Linked DNA regions of Pan troglodytes: region 1 is linked to region 2. Evidence: chromatin contacts called from public Hi-C data. All regions are on one chromosome and are shown on one strand. Each heading gives the region's core, a stretch centred on a gene start, on an enhancer-like site or on the middle of the called end of the contact. The rest is flanking DNA. Distances are from core to core; before and after follow the strand shown. Region 1 overlaps SMYD2 (SET and MYND domain containing 2). Region 2 overlaps LOC107970166 (a long non-coding RNA gene).

What was found. A called contact is a pair of places that touch in the nucleus more often than the background predicts.
Region 1: a contact with region 2 is called in a Hi-C map of induced pluripotent stem cells, with 2.4 times the contacts expected there. The contact joins two enhancer-like sites. A contact is called at or near these places in 4 of 7 Hi-C or Micro-C datasets (blood, induced pluripotent stem cells and stem cell-derived neural progenitor cells) and 1 of 1 other capture datasets (stem cell-derived neural stem cells).

What each region holds. Positions count from the first base shown.
Region 1 is chr1:34,768,748-34,775,534 of NHGRI_mPanTro3-v2.0_pri, reverse strand. SMYD2 (SET and MYND domain containing 2) reads left to right here. Exons shown (of 12, transcript XM_003308746.7): 10 at 893-1,067; 11 at 3,075-3,183; 12 at 5,604-6,027. The coding sequence ends at 5,684. Among named protein-coding and RNA genes, the nearest start is that of SMYD2, 53 kb to the left of the region's middle. Within about 2 kb of position 1,959, at least 4 of the 24 cell types and tissues checked have an H3K27ac peak or open chromatin away from gene starts, as enhancers often do. A contact at or near this core is called in induced pluripotent stem cells, where this site is marked.
Region 2 is chr1:34,519,237-34,526,522 of NHGRI_mPanTro3-v2.0_pri, reverse strand. It overlaps LOC107970166 (a long non-coding RNA gene), which reads right to left. Exons shown (of 2, transcript XR_008537270.2): 2 at 5,271-5,587. Among named protein-coding and RNA genes, the nearest start is that of CENPF, 19 kb to the right of the region's middle. Within about 2 kb of position 1,867, at least 1 of the 24 cell types and tissues checked has an H3K27ac peak or open chromatin away from gene starts, as enhancers often do. A contact at or near this core is called in induced pluripotent stem cells, where this site is marked.

The DNA.
Region 1 (6,787 bases), core at 710-3,209, 250 kb before region 2:
GGAAGTTGGAAAGAGGGAGCAGGAGAAGGATGGATTTAAGATTCTGAAAACCAAAGGAGGAATGTCTCCTAGTAAATGTGTAAAGGCGTACTGACCACCCACAATGTGGTGTCCATCCTGTTGGAGTTGTATGATCTTATTTCCCCTTATTTTGGCTAGTTTGGCTCGGAGCCTCATGTGGTGGAGGACCGTGAAGGACAGAGCCTTGATGGCCTTGTGCTTTGGGTATTTTACTTTGGGCAGGGCACAGTGCCAAGGGCCTTGCTTATTTCAGCTCTCCTCACTGGCACACTCTGAGCAGGGACTCTGCTCATTCCCATGCAGCAGATGAGGAAACAGCCTGATAGATATTAAGTAATTTGCCCAAAGGACACAGCTGATGGTGATAGGATCTAGGATTTTGTCCCAGCTCTATCAGAATCCATATTCTTAACCATTGTATTGTAGTATTTTCTTGGGAGTTGAAAAGGGATTCGATTTGTACTCTAAAGGGTAGAATTTAAAACCAGTGAGAGGAAATGAGAGAAAGGCACATTGTTTCTCAGCATAAGAAAGAACTTTGCCACAGTGGGAGTCGTGCTCAGGGTTCCAACTTGGGTGAGGATTTGAATTTGATTAGAATCGTGATTTTAATCAACATTGTTTACATCAGAACTAGGGGTCTGGACCCTGCGGCTAAAATTCTTGAGTTGAGCAGTTCCGATCTTCAGGTTTTCCTCATTTGTTTTTTCTGGAGAAATGTAATTCCTTTCACTTTTGCTTGGCTTTCTGTAAGTTACTTTTTCATGGGGTAAGGGTGAGAGTGGAGTGGACGAAAGAACTCCTTGAACCCAGCCTGGGGAAGCCTCCAGGCAGCTTGGGCCCGGTGGCCGTTTCCTTGACTCCACAGCACCCCCTAGTGAGCTGCTGGAGATCTGCGAGCTCAGCCAGGAGAAGATGAGCTCTGTGTTTGAGGACAGTAACGTGTACATGTTGCACATGATGTACCAGGCCATGGGTGTCTGCTTGTACATGCAGGACTGGGAAGGAGCCCTGCAGTATGGACAGAAAATCATTAAGCCCTACAGGTGATTGCAGAGGCTGTTCTAATCATCCACGGAGTGGAATTTGGTTGTTTAGAATGTATACGATAGTGTCGTCTTCCTGCCCATTGCTGAGACTTGCCTAGCGCAGCTGCCTTTTCTCTGCACCCACATCTGGAGGTGCTGGTGCAGGGCACTGCTCCCGAGTCAGGCCTGTTCTCACCACCATCCCAAGGAGACAGGTTGAGGTTATGCAGCGGATACTGGGGCAAGATCCCTCCCAGGTCCATCCAGGGCCATATCCATAGTAGTTAACTCAGGCTAGTTTTGAGAAGCCACTAGTTTGCTTCTTTTCCCACCCACTGCTTCCAAGTTTAATTACTAAGTGGTGGTCTCAGAAACCCTGCTTTTCATCATTACTCACACCATCCCCTTCTTTTGCTTTTTCAAGTTACAGCCCCAGTTTGCAAATGGGGAAGCTCTGGGACCAGTGGGTTGACCGTGGTTATCTAATCTCCCCACCCCAGGTTTGGAAAAAAGAAAAAAAAGTTGCTTTTTAATTTGTAGTAATAATGAATATTAGCCCTGGAGAGATTTCCTGCCTGAGAGGGTTACTAAACCTAAAAGTGGGTGACAGACGGAAGTTGTGGCTTTGTCCTCTGACTCGGACTAGACGCTTCAGGGCTGAGGTGGCCTAGATGGGATCACTGGAGCTCTTTTTAAAGGCACTGATATTATGCATTTACAGGGTACGTCCAACACCAAGTGGGCCAAGTGAATCAGGGTCGCTGGGCATTAGACCCAGAAATCTGTGTTCTGGAAGCATCCCAGGTGTTTCTCAGGAGTTTGAGAAGCCCTCAGTCTCCTTCCACTTCCGAGATTAGGGTCTGTGAAGGTTGTGTCTGGTCTGAATGTCCACTGCCCACTCCACCCTCTACTTACCCCACTGTGCCCTGATTAGCCAGCAGGGGGAGCCCAAAGGAAGCCAGCTCTTAAAATCTGCTCTTGGAAACAGAATTTGTTAAATTGGGGATAAACTCAAACCTTCCTTTTCTCCTGGAGTGTGTGAGGAAGTGCACTGGCCTCATGCACAGTTCTCTGTGTGAGATCTGTAGGGAGAGAGGAGCAGACAGACAGCATCCCAGCCCTGTGGTTCTCCCAGCAGGGCCTTGCTCTGCTAGACCCATCGTTATCTGCGTGAGCCACCTCCCGGAAGCCCAGCTCTGGTCTTCCGTGGGGCCGTGGGTCCCAGGGCTGCCTCCTGCCCAGGAATACAGCTAGAACATGTCTTTTTGGACTGACTTTCAGGAGACACAGGGTGGAACAGCCTAGCCTTTAAGTAAACACCTCTTACACACATGTAAACACACACACTGGCTCACCCACCAGCTGCCTCTGGGCCCTGTTCTTAGGGAAATGGCTGTTTCCCAGGCAGACCCCATCAGTCAGTCTTCAGGTACAGCCGGAGAGAACACTTGCTGTATCTAAAGCCCCTGCTGGACAATGGGGAAAGAACATCCAGAAGACACAGGAAGTGTTCTGACTTCAGAGCACTTACTGTTTTGCTAAACCAGCCCATATCATAGTGTGACAGAAAGCTGGGGTCTTAAGACACATTGGGGTGGGTGGGGGTTGGGTGGGTGGCTGTATGTCTGAGTACCTAAGGTGATAGGCCTAATTGCTGCCTTCATAAATGGGACATTTACTTCACAAGCTGTTTTCCCAGGGTCTTCCTCTGGGTATGTCTGAAATATAAAAATCTGGACTGGGATTGAAGATTGTGTTTACAAATGCTTTTGAATAGGATTTCTCCTGCAGTTGTTATGTAGCTTTTCAGAAACACACAAACTACAAATAATGAACAACATCTGCAATGATTCCGCAGGGTGGCAGCATCCACACTCTCCACCCAAACCCTGGTGGGATTTGGAGAGGCCACTGGTGGGCAGAGTTTGGCCCTAAGCATGGCAGCCTCCGGCTTACTGCACCCAGCCTGTGGGGCGGCTCAGTAGCCGCTGACATGGTGGCCTGTTGTCTCTTCTCTTGTTCTAGTAAGCACTATCCTTTGTACTCCCTCAACGTGGCCTCCATGTGGTTGAAGCTAGGGAGACTCTACATGGGCCTGGAACACAAAGCCGCAGGGGAGAAAGCCCTGAAGAAGGTATGTCTGTAACTCGGCCTTAGGATTCCCAGTGGCCAGACGGCCTCCTTAGCACATCTCCTTCATGCCTCACCAGGCTGAATGGCTGAAGCAGTGGAGGGTGAGCAGCTCTCACCCACCCTCTTGCCGTGGGAGCAGCGGGGGTGGGTCCCGCAGGTGATGGGGGAGTGAGAGAGTGCACCTCTGCTGTGTTTGTGTCCAGGCCTCCCTCAAAGGGAATGGGTGCCCACATCCAGAGGGCTGGCCGTGATCACAGGCCCAGCCTGTGCCTGGAGGAATTCTCCATTTGTTTGACCTTTGGGATTTTCAGAATGATGATCCCCAGTTGTGGTGAAATCAAGGAGGTAGGATATGGAGAGTTAGGGTTAGGATGTTAGAATTGCGCATTTGCTGTTTCTAAAATGCACTTAATCATCCTCTCAGTTCATTGAGGACCAGTTACATACCAAGACCCTCGTGTGCTTTTCCTTTGAATTCTCACAAAAACGAGAGGCTTTCCTGATGAAGAAAGTGAGGTTCAAGCAGGTTAAGTGAGTAATAGCCTAGGGTGCATGGTGGGGCCTTCATTCAAATGAGGGTCTAAATTGAAAGCTTCGGCTCCTCCCACTCAAGCTGTGATGAAACTGGTGGGGAGCCAGACCCCTGGGCAGCATTCGCCTTCGGTTTGATGGCGGCCCTGTGCTGCCCAGGAGCCAGGCCCCGACCCTCACATCACGGGAGGTCAGAGTCATCATCCTGAGTATTGATTCTCATTGTTTGTGATGTGGAATTCACAGTCAATACAGTGTAATTGAGGGGATAGTCCATTTACTCCTGTAAGAGACTTTATAAAATGCTGGGGCCATGGACAGGGCCTGCAGGCCTAATCTTTCACCTTCTCCAAAGTTTCCCAATAGACTATTTGCGAAGATGGAATAAGGCGCACATCCCAAATAGAAGGGTCAGGGCACAGCCAGGCTGGAAGGGAGCACAAAACAAAATTTTCTGTTTTAAACCATGGAATTTGTCTTCTGAGAATTAGCCATTTAGGTCACAACTGCAAAGTGTGTCAGGTGATTAAGTAATAGATCAATGAAGTCTGGAGCAGATCTGAGCAAGGAACATGAGTCTTGAAATGAATGCCTGGGCAGAGTCGGCACCTGGAACAGGTGATTTCCGAAGGCTTGCACTGTTACTTGGCCTGCCTCCTCTTGGCTTGAGATCTAGGAGGAGAATATATAAAAGATAGTAATGGCTGTCATAGTCACAGGCCATTACAAATTCTCTGGGGGAATACTTTTTTCTCTGAGTAATTTGGCTGAATACAAAAGAGCAAATACATTCTTAGAGATGACATTTGATATAAACTTCCTGTATGCCAGGCGCTGTTCGAAACACTGTATCTGAATTAACAACCCTGAGAGGTAGGTATTATTCCAGTTTTACAGTTCAGGAAAATGAGGCACAGAGTGGTTAAGTAAATTACCCAAGGCCACACAGCTAGGAAATGATTAAACCACTGGAAACTTGACCATTTTACATTGCCTCACTATAAAGAAACCTTAAGTACATTCTCTAGCATCCCTCAATGAAACCTGCTACCTTTCTTTTAAGTTTTTAGAATATGTATTAAAAGGAAAGAGTATGCTTTTCGAAAGGGAAAAATAGTTTAACTATGTCTTGCAGGTTAGTAATGTCAACTAAAAATCAAAATAGCTTTGATATAAAATTCACTATGGACTTTACCAGCATCACCTATTTTCTGGGTTGAACATAATCAAAAAAATTAGTCCTTAAAGCATGTTTTACTGAAAGAGCTAGAATCTTGGGGCAAGAGAATGTCATGAAATCAGTTTCATGACATCATTTCTCCAGCTGGATATTTTTGCAGAATGTTTTACCTAGCAGTAGACACTGGATGAGTTAGCTACCAGATAGTCTTGTCTCCTTTTTTAAAAAAAAACCAAGGCCAGGCACCGTGGCTCACGCCTGTAATCCCAGCACTTTGAGAGGCCAAGGCGGGCGGATTACGAGGTCAGGAGATCGAGACCATCCTGGCCAACACAGTGAAACCCCGTGTCTACTAAAAATACAAAAAATTAGCCAGGCATGGTGGTGGGCGCCTGTGGTGCCAGGTACTCGGGAGGCTGAGGCAGGAGAATGGCGTGAACCCGGGATGCGGAGCTTGCAGTGAGCGGAGATCGCACCACTGCACTCCAGCCTGGGCGATAGAGCGAGACTCCATCTCAAAATAAATAAATTAATTTAAAAAATAAAAATAAAATAATAAAAAAAAACAGGTCCTGGTGGAGAACATAGGCTCTAATGCCCAGTTTGCATCCTGTGCCTTAAAGCAGAGAGATCCAACTTAAAGTTACCCCGGGTGGAGGTGTGAGGAGATTGGCTTCTAGGCTCTCATTGTTTGTCTTGCTTTTTCCTAGGCCATTGCAATCATGGAAATAGCTCACGGCAAAGATCATCCATATATTTCTGAGATCAAACAGGAAATTGAAAGCCACTGAAACTATGCAGCATTTCAGTTTTCATTTAAACACTTAGTTCAGAAACCTTAAAGGATTTGAATATTTCAAATTGCACACGTCACTCCAGCATCTCTGTAAAATAATTGGAATGAATATACTTCTTGCACTTAAACACTGCACATGCCATACTTTGAGGTTAGTCTGAATCTTGAACTTTAATACCAAATTAATTTTGAATGCTTTTGTTTCCTAAGGTAATGGCATGGTTTCATATGTTATACTTTGGACAGAGTTTTAAAAATGGAATTATTTTTTCTTTCATGCCTCTTGTAATGTTCTGAACAAACTTGAATGATGAAAGAAAATAAAAGAGATATCAGTATTTGAGGTTTGTATTTTCTTCTGTCTCTGGGGAGGATTTCTCAGTGGTGGTGGGAGCCCAGTCTTGGGGTGAAAGTGACACCTGCTGTCCATAATTCAGCAAGCTCAAGTCTTCTCCATGGGACTGGGGTCGGGCAGCCTCTTTATTCTGCAGTTGCTTTTGTGGGGCTGTGGCTATGGAGGAAGAAAATGGGAAGAAAGAGAAAAAGGTACAAGAAGGAAAGAAAAGTATCTGTGGTGGAGGAACAGTCCAGTGACCCGAGTGCCCTCCAGCAGGCGAGGTTTTGAATCTGTTCTCTGGTGCCTGGTATTCCTTCAGTGTGTAAAGGTGCTTAGTGCGTGCTTTGCTTTCTTGGCTTTTCTGTCCCCATCTGTCTGAAAGCAGACTTGCCATCTCTCATTCTGTTGATTGTTCTGTGCAGTACTCTCCTTTTTGGAAAGACTCCAGGGTATGCTTGGGAAGGAAAAAAATTTTTTTCCTTACCAACCAACGCTGTGTTGTTGAGTAAACACTGATCTCTACCCACACAGACAACAGGAATCCAGCTTTCTGCAGCCCCACAGCCTAGACAGCAGCAACCTGGGGAGTTGTTTGTTAGCAACCATTGCACAGAAGGACCCAGCACACGTTCCTGAGTGCAGGGGTGTTACTCTTAGAAAAGCGTCTTGTAGTCGAAAGAGAGGAACTTCCCCACTGGTTAATAAGTAAAGCCTGTTGAAATTTACACGTCAATTACCTTTCATAGTCATGGTCCGAAAAC
Region 2 (7,286 bases), core at 618-3,117:
TCAATATTATTCTTTTTATTTGAAATGTGTAAATATTTCAGCATAAGTATTTTCCCAGATATGATACCTCCTGTTTGCCTCCATTCAGAGTAGATGTCTTTAACTAATAGTTTTATAAGACAAAACTTGTTAGTAAGTTGTCTCCATACTTTAAAATATTTTGTATATAGATGCTTCACAATTATTAGTTTTTGCAGTTTCATTCCATTCTGGCATAGAATACAAATTTATGAAATTGTTTTTACAAAAAGCTTCATCAAAAGATTATTCCAGAAATGTAGATATTCTAAGGCACAATTATAGAATTTCAAAATTAAACATTGTAAATGGATTAAGCTTTCCTTATTTATTCACTCAAGTCTTCCCTTGCTTTTATAGGATAAATTTTAATATCGCTTTGCTTCCAAGTTTTTGTTTTGTTTTTAGAGACAGGGTCTCACTATGTTGTCCAGGTTGGACTCGAACTTGTAGGCTCAAGAAATTCTTCTGCTTCTGCCTCTTGAACGCCTGGCACTACAGACACTCTCCCATGTCTGGCTTGGTTCCAAGTTTTGTTTTTAATAATAGCGTTTCTCTAAAAGCTTTCTAGAACATTTCTGCTTTATAGATTTCTTATTTATCAATAAACTAATTGACAATAAATATAATGTGTGCATCACCAGAATTTGTATTTATATGATCCTCACAAATTTTGTCACTGAATTTGCAATAGCAGACACAATAAAGTCAGACGAACTTTCAAAAGCTTTGAGTCACTGAATTTCATGAAAATATTGAACAATTATTGGAATTAATTAAATTTTAATTTGAAGCAGCTGGTGACACATAAAACAGAAATCATGAGCTGTTTGCAGAGTTCTGTTAATTAAACCAAATATATTAGCAGCTATTGCTTCATATTTCATGCCTGTCGAAGAAAAGCTTAAAATAACAGCTAAGGTTTGAAGTAAATTCTGGGGCCTCCTTAACATATTTATGTCTTCTAATTTTCATTACTATAGGCCCCAAGGAGGCTGGTAAATGTTGGCAAATATTTTATGCAAGTTATATTTCATCGTCAACTTTATTTAGAAATGAGAAATCTGCATTTGAAATTTCATTAAACATGCCTTTTTTGCTTTGTTTTGTTTTTTGAGCTCTTTGTTGCTGAGAGAGTTCATCACAACATTTTTGAAAAGTGTTACCAAATGATAGGGTAAATAAATAGTTGTAGATTTACCCTATCTAGTATATGCCAAAACCATTTTAGCAGGATTGCTCACACTACTTTGTGTAAGCTTTATGGTAGGCATGCTTAGCCTCCACTTCCCGCATGTATTTCACATTCACCACGTTTCTAATTTCCCACATTTCACACTGACCCCACCGTCTGGCAGATTGGCAGCCTTGTGCCTTAATCATCTTGCAGGCCCCACCTGGGGCCAAGGCACAACTGACTCATACACCAGATGGGTGCCAGGGACAGCAGCAACAAATATTTCTCCCACATCCTTTGGGATGAAAAGTTAGTTGTCCTAAGTCACCGTATGCAACCACACTTTGTTTTTTCAAGCTAGCATGAGATATAATGGAGGAGTTAGTTACCTGTGCCTTAAGAAAGGTTTAAGAAAGGTGAAAGAAGTTATCACTGATAGCTCAGACTTAACCACTTGTTAAGCGTTGAACTCTGTTTACGGCACGTGTATCTCACACACTACTAGGGAAGACTATACTACAACATGGAAGTACAAAGTTGATGCAGGGCAGATGATCCCCAAATTGGGGTTCAGCCAGGATGGAATTCAAGGGCAAGCCAGCGGTAGACATTGAAGTGGCGGAGTTACAGCTCCAAGAGTCCTGCAGCTCTGTGACTGCTCCTGCAGAGCAGGGCTACTCCACAGGCAGTGTGCTGAGAGTAGTAGCTGAGGGCAGTTCTGAGGTCAAATTTATACCCACTTTAATTTACATGCAAACTAAGAGGCGATTAATGCAGAAATTCCTAGAAAAAGGGTGGTAACTTCTGGGTGTTGCCATGGCAATGGTAAACTGACATGGCACACTGGTGGGCATGTCCTATATGGAAAGGTGTTTCCACCCCATCCCTGTTTTAACTAGTCCTCAATTAGGTCAGGTGTCTGAGCCCTGCCTCCAGAGTCGAGTCCTACCTCCTATTTCAAAGTTATCCACTAAACCAGTCCTGGCTTATTTTAATGCAGCTAATAATAATAATCTTTTGTTAAAGCAACAACAGCAATAACTCTGGGACACATGTTAAACCAGAGAGGTGCCAGGAAAATAGAAGTCAACCAGGAAATATGTATATGTTATCTGTTGACCACACAGATGCCTGCTTCATTCATAAAATGGATTTCTGTAATCTACCCCAATACCTAGGTATGGCCTCAAATTAAACATTAAAAAAAAATTCTCCATGTTATTCTTAGGGGCACTAAAGCTGTATTCCTGATTTAGGGAATTCCTTCACTTTCATTCCAAGATGTGAAGACACGTGGTCATAGAGGTCAGGAGAATCATGTACCTTAGTCCATGGTTAATCTAACACCTGGGTCAAAACTATTATTGAAAATGAGATAGAGACAAATTGATCCTTAACTTAGTCACACGATGATAAAAACTTGCTCCTTGAGCAAACTTGTCTTGCAAGTCGTGAGGTTTATTTTGGCTGTAACATTGTCTTTTTGGAAACTTGGGCTCGTAAAAGCCACTTTTCTTGAGGATCAAGCTTCCAACCAAGAAACGGAAAATGTAACATACATTGATTTTCACACTTTGGAAGAAATAAGCATTAGATAAGCATTTTTCCTAAGGAGCTATCGAGATTTTAAAAATATATAAATTATTTTAGTTCCTTCGTAAAAATGACTATTGCAAGAGTTATAAGAATGTGTTTTAAATTTCTGGGAAGTAATTGATTCCAGAATGATGATGTTTTCTCTTTTCAAAGTTTTTACATTTGCTTTTCTTCCCTGAATAACTTGTGTTAATTTTTAGAAATAAAGTTGACCCTTGAACAACATGGGTTTGAATGGTGTAGGTCCATTTATATGAGGGTTTTTTTTTCAATAAACCTATTGAAAAAATTTTTGGAGATTTTTGACAGCTTGAAAAAACTTGCAGAGAAACCACATATTCTAAAAATATCAAAACATTAAGAAAAAGATATGTTACAAATGCATAACATATATGTAGCTACTAGTCTATTTTATCATTTACTACCATAAAATATGCCCAAATGTATTATAAAAAGTTAAAATGTATTAAAACTTACGCCTACGAACACAGACTGTGCATGGTACCATTCAGTCGAGAGAAATGTAAACCAACGTAAAAATGCAGTATTAAATCATAACTGCATAAAATTAACTGTAGTACATACTGTACTACTGTGATAATTTCATAACCACCTTCTGTTGCTATTGCATTGAGCTCAAGTGTTGTATCAACTTAAAATGCTGTGTGAGGCTATTCATCTCCACGGGAGCAGTTCATCTCTAGTAAATTTCATATCACAATAAAAAGTTACCTTTCGTGCTTGTTGTGTATTTTTCATCATGTTTAGTGTAATATTGTAAACTTTGAATAACACCATGGAACCCATACAAAGTGCTGCTAGTGATATTGGTAGTACTCCCAGGAAGCAGAGAAGGTCATGACATTACAAGAAAAAGCTGAATTGCTTGATATAAAAGTTGAATTGCACGGTCTGTAGATTGAGGTTGGCAGCTGCAGTTGCCCACCATTTCAGACAGATGATTCATCTTGTAAACTTATGATACTGATAAATACAGTGCAGTACTATAAGTGTATTTTCTCTTCTTTATGATTTTCCTAATAACAATTTTTTTTTTTGAGATGGAGTCTTGCTCTGTTGCCAGGCTGGAGTGCAGTAGCGCTATCTCAGCTCACTGCAATCTCTGTCTCCTGGGTTCAAGCAATTCTCCTGCCTCAGCCTCCTGAGTAGTTGGGATTACAGGCACATGCCACCACTGTCAACTAATTATTGTACTTTTAGTACAGACAGGGTTTCACCATGTTGGCCAGGATGGTCTTGATCTCCTGACCTCATGATCCACCCACCTCAGCCTCCCAAAGTGCTGGGATTACAGGTGTGAGCCACCGCGCCCGGCCAACATTTTTTTCTCTAGCTCATTTTATTACTGTATGAATACAGTATATAATACACATAACATACAAAATATGTGTTAATCAGCTGCCTATGTTATTGGTAAGGCTTCCAGTCCACAGTAGGCTATTAGTAGTTAAGTTTTTAGGGAGTCAAAAGTTTTGCACAGGGTGGGTTTGGCACCCTTAACCACTCCCTCCCCCCACCACTGTGTTGTTCAAGCATTGACTGTATCTCAATCTTGCTGACTTCAGCTGTAAAATGAGGATCTAGACTAGTGGATGTTCAGTGTTCATTCTAGTTTCCCAAACTCATCTTTTATGTCTTTTTTGAATATCTGGAATTTCATATTGTGTGTTATTGTATGATTTTGTTAATATGAAAGATTATTTAAGCTGTAGGATTATGAGCCTTTTTTCTTTTTTTTTTCTCACTTTAAACAACCAAATGTTATTCTAAAGAAAGTGTGAGCAAACACATTAGATACACTGAGGGAAAAGACAGAGGAAGACAGAGAATGCAGTGAGTCAGAGTGTGTGGGACAAAATAGGTTACTTTCAAAGACTTTTTTAGGTATAGAGAATCACCTAGTGGTAGGAATAGAAAAAGCTTTTTAAAAGTGTAAGGTCCTTTTTCTTGGGCTTCAGTTCATATCACTGAGTAGTAGTCATATGGTTTGTGATCAATTTCTTTAAAATGTACCAAGATGTTGAATATTTATCTATTTGTAATTGACTTTATTTAAATTATGGCAATATGTTGAATATTTAATGTTTTTTCCAAGCCTTTCTTCTCTAAAAGGACTCAGAATATCCTAATGTCAAGCTTTGAAAATTAATTATTGCTCCAAAGAATGTGTTAAATTCATTGTTTTATCATCAAAAGAAGTCTAGAAATGTGCAAAACCAGCATGAAAGCATGATCATTATCTACCAGAGCCCCCTCTTAAATTACCAGTGACAGGCAAATCCCATTATGATTACACTTTTAATTTCACAGGTAAGGTCACCGAGGTTCCATCTACATAATGTAAGTTTTTGCAATATTTGGAGGACCAAGATAGATTTTTCACTGGTCAAAAAGAATACATCAAGTGTATGGCACCTTCCATTTACTTTGGGTTCTTTCAGAAGCAGAGACTAAGATAGATTTGGTGGACATAGTTTATTTGGGTGATGATTCCAGGAAGCAAAATGGTAGAGGGGTGGGGTCAGGGAGAGTGAGACAGGGAAGAAGGAAAAGTATAAGGATGCAATGTCACCATTTGTAGCAGTAAGTACCTGGGGTTTGATTCTTTTGGATCTCTCGGAATTGCCCAAGTGAAAGATGGAACACTGGGGCATTTGTTCACTGGCTTCTGATCCCATTGGTTGAGAATTGCCCCTGGAAGCTGTAACTGTCTCCACATTTCCAGGCCTTGGTTGTGTGCTGGCTGAGCAGGCTCCTTTATCTTCTGAGAAAGCTCTGGAGTAGAGACACACCAAGAAACCAGTGACTTGCACTTGAGCTGGAAAGAGTCTGTGCCCACAAAGAATTGCCTAGCACATCTGTGGCTGAAATCAGAAATGGGCCAAGTAGGTGACATGAAGGTAATTGTTAGTCCACCTCTTACCCTGTTCAGATCTATTTGTCCCTATATGGTGGCCATAATATCTAAAAAAGACTTTGTACAGAGAGTTAATGGAATGAGCTGCGGTCCCTGCTATTACAACTGGTCCCAAGCTCCAAATGACATTTGTCAGTTGTCTCATCCACCACCCACTCTCGATTTCCCTATCCTTGATCAGCATTATCCGATCTATTAATAATTTATTTGCCTGATGGGGGAATCCCAGAATTTCATCCCAGAGGGTCTGGCCTTGGGTCGCCTTTCCTTTGTTGGGCTGTGACGGCTGCATTTGCTTGCTCACTGTTTTCACTAGACATAAAAGCATATGGAGGTACCCCAGTGGATGCCCTGAGTTCCATATTCTTCCATGTCCCTTTATGTAGCAGCAAGTCTAGTTTCTCATGATAATCAGGATTGACTAACCTTACCAGTATTATAACTCTTTTCTTTTCCTGCTGGTCCACCCACATAAGGAAAACAAAGAGACGAGTTACAGCATCAGGTTTTGTGGAACCCTTATGTGTCACTAGGAGTAGTGTTCCCCACTCCCCACTTTACCCAGTAGAGCCTAAGGTAGAAGGAAAGGGAAGAACATGTGGATTATTTGTAGTGATAGTGAGAAGAGCCAATTCTTTTTCCATTTCTTGGCTTCTAGACTTGTATATTTTAGCTATTGGGGACATAGCTTGATACAGTAGTTCAATGCTGATAGTTTTCCCATTCTATAGGATGAACTCCTGCTTTAGTGAAGCCACAAATAAGCCATTCCAATATGGTATCTTATTACTATATTAGTTTCCTAGGGCTGCTATAACAGAGTATCAAAAACCTGGAGGCTTAGAATAACGGAATTTATTGTCTCACAGTTCTGGAGGCCAGAAGTCTGAGATGAAGGTATTGGGAGAATTGGTTCCTTCTGAGGGATGGGAAGGGAATTCTGTCTCATGCCTCCTTCCTAGCTTCTGGCAGTTTGCCAACAATCATTGCTGTTACTTGGTTTGCGACAGTGTAATGACAGTCTTTATGACAGTCTTTATACAGCGTTCTCCCTGTGTCTCTGTCTCTGTGTCCAAATGTCTTCTTTTTTATTTTTTAAAAAGATAGAATTTCACTCTGCCACCCAGGTTGAAATGCAGTGGCGCAATCATAGCTCACTGTAGCCGCGATCTCCTGGGCTCAAGTGATCCTCCCACATCAGCCTATCAAGTAGCTAGGACTACAGGCTCATTCCACCACACCCAGCTAATTTTTAAAAAATTTTTGTAGTGATGGGGTCTCGCTATGTTGCTCAGGCTGGTCTTGAACTCCTGGCCTCAAACAATCCTCCCACCTTGGTCTCCCAAAGTGCTGGGATTATGGGTGTAAGGCATAGTTCCCAGTCAAAATGTCCTCTTTTTATAATGACTTAGTCATATTGGATTAAGGTTCACCTTACTGATCTCATCTTAACAAATTACATCTGCAACTACCCTGTTTCCAATTAAGGTCACATTCTGAAGTACCTGGGGTTAGGATTTCAGAAGCTGAAGAATTCAGAATATGAATTTATTGGGG